2 separate regions of the Drosophila melanogaster genome follow, and region 1 is linked to region 2. Evidence: chromatin contacts called from public Hi-C data. All regions are on one chromosome and are shown on one strand. Each heading gives the region's core, a stretch centred on a gene start, on an enhancer-like site or on the middle of the called end of the contact. The rest is flanking DNA. Distances are from core to core; before and after follow the strand shown.

Evidence for each region. A called contact is a pair of places that touch in the nucleus more often than the background predicts.
Region 1: a Hi-C map of the Kc167 cell line shows a contact between it and region 2, with 1.7 times the contacts expected there. The contact joins the promoter of lncRNA:CR34052 here to the promoter of trol in region 2. A contact is called at or near these places in 7 of 107 Hi-C or Micro-C datasets (the D17-c3 cell line, the Kc167 cell line and eye imaginal disc).

The regions. Positions count from the first base shown.
Region 1 is chrX:2,320,852-2,323,600 of dm6, forward strand. It overlaps lncRNA:CR34052 (long non-coding RNA:CR34052), which reads right to left and starts at 1,413. Exons shown (of 2, transcript NR_047740.1): 1 at 1,278-1,413; 2 at 907-1,209. The region is part of intron 2 of Raf (Raf oncogene); the gene reads left to right.
Region 2 is chrX:2,544,165-2,546,864 of dm6, forward strand. trol (terribly reduced optic lobes) reads right to left here and starts at 1,263. Exons shown (of 38, transcript NM_001297896.2): 1 at 1,219-1,263; 2 at 301-598. The coding sequence starts at 459. mir-4955 (mir-4955 stem loop) reads right to left here and starts at 744; the gene lies at 576-744.

The sequences.
Region 1 (2,749 bases), core at 163-2,662, 220 kb before region 2:
ATGCGCATGCAAATTTCATGATCTAGATTCCGAGTGCATGTGTCATTGTTCGTGGGCCCCAAGTGAATCCGATAAATCCATCTTAAATGTGTATTTATTCCACGGGACCTTCATGCACTTCTCGCCCCATTTCTTTTCACATTCCATTCGCTTCAGTTCAGAGTTGGCTTTTCTTTTTCGCTTTTCTCGTGCACTGCGTTTCCCCTGGGAGGTCGAGCTCCGTTGTTGTTGCTGTTGTTGTTGTTGTTGGGCTCGAGTGGCTCGATTTGTTTTCAAATTTGAAATGGTAAAAAGATTGATGTAATTATTGCCACCCTTAAATTGACGATGGTAGCGACAAATTCAATGAGTTCTCCCCGTATTCCAAATTCGTTGGCGTATTGTTGTATATTCGTGTGTTTTTATTTACAAGCATTGTGTTAACATTATTCTTTTCTGGCTCCCCACATATATCTAAAAATATATACAGCATAAACCTACTAAAAACCCACCAAAAACAAAAAAAAAAAAACCTCCCAGAGAAAGTGAGTCAGTTGCTTGGGGATAGATGATTGCTTTCACCTGGGGGTTGGACGAATGCAGGTATCGCCGCACTGAAATCCCCGAAATTATTTGGCTCTGTGTACGTACACCTTTCCCACTTTTCGAGTTTATTTCCATTTGTGTGTCCCCTCGCTACGCTTCCTTCCTTTTTTTTTTTTTTGCCGCTGTGCCGGCCTTTTTATCTTTTGTAAAACGAGTTCTTTAAACACAAAACAGAATTCAAGACACGTCAAATTGATTTTCATCCATTTCATTTGCAACACGAGGAAAAGTAAGCCGAGTTACTGGAAATACCATCCCGATTTTCCATTCATTTCGTATGTTTTTTTTTCTTTTTTTTTTGGGGTGGTGCCTAGTTTTGCATGGCTCTCAAGCAAGTGGGCGTGGCCGCCGTGGAATCAATCGGCGCGATAAAGGTGAAATGGCGAATAGCTCTATATCTTGTTATTATGGTAAAACCAAAGGATTATTGGTATTAGACTCGTCGCGCAAGTACACATGTACATATGTATGTGAGTACTTTTCCGCCAGGATGTTACTGTTTCGGTTTCGGTGTCTACAGCTCCCCGGGTCTCCTCCACTTGCTCCCTGCTCGCCAAACGCCATCTCCTTTGGGCTGAAGTACAGTGAGGCTTGCAGGGCAGTTCCAATTAGGCGTATTTATTTCTATGGATTTTTGGGGTTATTAAGAAGCTGTGCGTGTTTGAAAAAACAAAACATTCGCACTTACTTACACAACATTCCGCACAGGCAGTCCTTACTGTACCGTACTGTTCTTGGCCTTCTTGTTGCGCTTCTTGATGTGGCTGTTGCTTTTGCTTTTTTGCTGCCTTGAACGTGCGAACGAAAGATTTTGGTAGCAACTCCCATGGCAACTTGTTGTTGGCCTTTGTCTGCCAACATTACACACACACACACACATGCTCATCGATGTGCGCGTGTGTGTGTATCCATTGCGAGGTTGGTGTTTTTGTTCACATCTTTCAGCTGTTCAAAGATTGTTAAATATCAAAGGCGAACCTCAACGGGGGAACTCTGTTTTCCTTGTTTCCTATTGAAGATAAAGCTGAATTTGTTTACTTATCCGTCTGACGACGGTTGGGGCAACACATGCACATCTCTCGAGAATGGGGATGATGAGTCTAGGGCGGAGGATGTCGGTTTGGTACTCGGTGGGGTGAAAAAAAAAAAACAAACCAAATTCACTGGAGCTGGAGCTGGAATATTGACGAAAGTTGGGGCCGCAAGGGGAACAATGGCTGGCATGGTCTAATTGCTTTCTTTGGAAACCTAAGTCGAGTTGACCATTTTGCTAATAAAATTATTTGCAATTTTAGCTCCTAACTGGGATCGGTAAATCAAAGAGTCGAATGGCTTCTTGCCTTCTTGAATGCGAAATGGGACACTGCCCAGTTGTGTAGGATGTGGAAATCGAAGTTGCACCATATGGCTAAGCCAATGCTGACTTGACTGCCTCCTTGGTCCCTTCAGACTCGGGTTCCGTTCCCATTGCCATTTCCTTATCGTCGTCATACGGGCATCATCGTTCATGCGACGAAATACCGAACTATTCCCTGGAGTTCTGAAATCCTGAGTCTTATCGGTGGCACGCCCACATGAAGGCAAGAACACATTTCAATTGCGCTTGAAAAAAAATATCAGCTTGGAATGTAATTAATTTCTGAATCAAAGGAGTCTGTGAGTGCAATACTTTTGGATCTATGTAAGTCTGCTGATTCTACATTTTGGAAAACGTGTGTGTGTGTGTGTGTGTGTGTGCGAAGAAAAACCAGTAAAGAAAATGCAATGGCAGGGAATATGGGAATATGTTGTGGAAAAGGCAGGTGTGCGGCATCGAGGTTAGAGGAAACTATTTTACAAAACCCTCTTTCATCCATCTCACATTTATGGTTCTTTCCCTAACTCAAAATCCCAAGGAATTTCAACATAATTGAGTGACATTCGAGTTTGGCGACCAAACTTCTTGACGCAATTTCGTAACCCGTAACGCAAACTTTGAACTTTCCTGACTGGACTTTCTTCACAACTTTCGGGACATCCGTTTCCTTTTAGTGGAGAATTACTTGCAGATGGTTAATATTTAATAGAAATTAATTGTTTTCCGGCTAAAGATCAAAAGCGCTTGTTAGCCGCTTTAGATTTAAATTGAAGCACATTTAAAGCAAGCGTTTAAAACGCCACTTTC
Region 2 (2,700 bases), core at 13-2,512:
TTTGTGTCTGTCTGTCCCGCCTATTGGGAAAAAAAAACAATACTCGTATGTGTGTCATGCTAAATAGTTCAAGTTCGTCGCGGAACCCAGAGTTGTGTCATCCGGAATAAGAGATCATTGGGTTACCGATCTCGAATGGGATGTGCATCAGCTGATGGGCAATGGTCATGTGAATGGTAAGCGGCTGTTAGGATCATGTCACCGAATAGAACTAATCAAATTGTTAACTGCATTCCTGGGCCTCAAATAGCAATGTAATAATTATAATACTACATATCCCAACAAGAGGGTCGAACTCACCTTGGCATTGGTCAGCAGCGGTGCGTGGCAGGCGGCGAGGACGAAGGTCACGGCAAGGAGGCGCAGGAGCAACGATCCTCCCGCTTGACCTCTCCGCCCGCTTCTGATTCCGACCGAGGTCGCGATCGCGGACGCTTGGGATCCCGGCGATCCCATCATCTCTTTTCCGGGTAACGGCGGTTTTGGTTTCTTTTGGCAGCTATTTAGGTTTGGCTTAGGTACTTTGTGAAGGCAGTTTCGGTTCGTTTTGTTTAGTTTGGCTTTAAACGGCTGGCAGGTTGTGGTTACGGCTATGGCACTGCACGGAGAAAAAAAGCCCCAGACATTAATTCGCAATTGAGCAACAATTAAGCGTTAGACAGAGACAGAGATAGAGAGCATCCTGATATTATGTTTCTGGGGATTTTTTTCTCCGCGCACGGAAAAAGGGGAAGCAAATCGGTGATTTGACATCAGCAAAATTTTTTGGCTTTGGTGAAACCAAATCCGAATTAAAAACCAGAGAAACCGTCATGTTTCAGAAGTTTCTTCGAAAAATCCGAATGATCCCCTTTGATCATCTGTTCGCTCCTGGACGAGCCGATATTTGTTTCCCCTCTTTCTGTTCGCTTTTCCGCCTTTTCGCTTTATTTTCTTGTTTCATTCCTTATTCTTTAGTTTCGTTTCACACGCGATGGACACTATTCGTATTCGTTGCGAGTATGGGTTCCTTTTTGGGATCACACTAGTTAATGAATGAAAAAAAAGGAGCAGGGCTTGGGTTTTTGTTTAAACGTTGAACCGATATCACCAGGATATCTTGTCGGGGATTTTCAAAATTTCGGCACTTCGAGGATGTGAGAGCACTCAAAAAAAAAAAAAGACAAACGCTCCCCACAAGAGAGTCAGAGTCACACAGAAAACAAAGGGACAGCACACCGTGGAATGTGCGACCGCCTGGAACGATGGCGCGCAACCTAATGTCTAAGAACCGTTGCTGCGATTCCCATCGCTGCCTCTGCTCTGCCGGCGTCGCCCGAAGACGCACGAAGGCCGAAAGCGCGACGGAGCCGAAGCGATTTGCGTGCTCTTGTTATTGTTTAACGGCGCTTAATGGCCATTGCAAGCCTGTTGCGTCGATGCACCGCACTCTCTCTCTCCCTTACCCTCTCCCTCTATCCCTCTCTCGCTCACATGCGTGGGTGTCCGCTTACGCAGAGTTAGCTGCGCCTGCTCTCTCTCCTCTCGCTCTGCCTGTCCATCCTTATTTGCGGAGCGTAGTCGCGATTTAGCCAGTCGGCTAAAGCAGCATTTAAGGCCGTAACGATAGAAAAAAAAAAGTAACTATCACTTTAGTTGGATAGTAAGCCCCCCCTCCCCCATTTTTTTTTACTCAACACCCGCCCAAGTGGCTCTCGCTCTCTGGGTCAACTGATAAACAAGTGAAAACCGTTGCTCCTTGCTCTCTTTTCACCTTTCGTTGTTGCTGCGGCAGCCGGTTTGCAAATTATCCCACTCACTCCCACGAAAAGCGGCGCTCTCCTCGCACATTTTTTTATTGAAGTTCTTTGAATTTGACACTCAAAAAAAAAGGAGAGTCCAATAAAATGCTGATGCAATTCGCGTAGGAAAGCCAAACACCAGTGAAAACGTATTTGAAACACGAACTTTATAGCCTTTACTCGCTGTTCCTACGAATATTAGTGTTTATGGACAATTAATTCTTGGCGCACCTAAAACATACATACAACCATGTGAGCAAATCATCTTAAATGTGCAGTCATCGGTCTAAAATTGATGCAAAGCACTATTTTAAATATTCAACACAATACAAGTTTGGCAGGACGGACATCCATGTGATATTAGCATTTCGGGCTCGTCGGCTTTGGCGGTTAAGTCGGTTTGTCAACTGGCCATAGGACCGGCCACAATCCGTGACCTTCAGCCGATTTAGCCACCACCCCCCCCCCCCCTGTCAACACCACCAAAAAGGCGGCTTCCCATTGGCGCCTGACCCAATGACATCCGAAAATGACGCATGCGTGAGGGTGAATTACCGGACTTGGATGCCGACGCCCCACATGGAGGACCAATGGACACGTTGCGATTTTTTAGGGCCCCATCTCCTGGAATAATTGGCCCATTCCTCAGGTTCGTTTCCCTGTTCCTCCCCTTTTTCGCCTTTGCTAATGTAAAATATATTTAATATTTAAATGGTGAACGCTCACAAGTGGCCACAGCTTCCGTTCGCAGATAAGAAAAGGTACTAAAAATACACGCAGAAAATTGTTGAATACGCTATTGAAAATAATGGCAATGGTCTGTATACACTTGGAGAAATTAGCTAGATAGACACCAAATACACAAATACGTGCTTAATATTGAGCTTTGCCTAGGTGTTAAGTTTATAAATTAGTGATA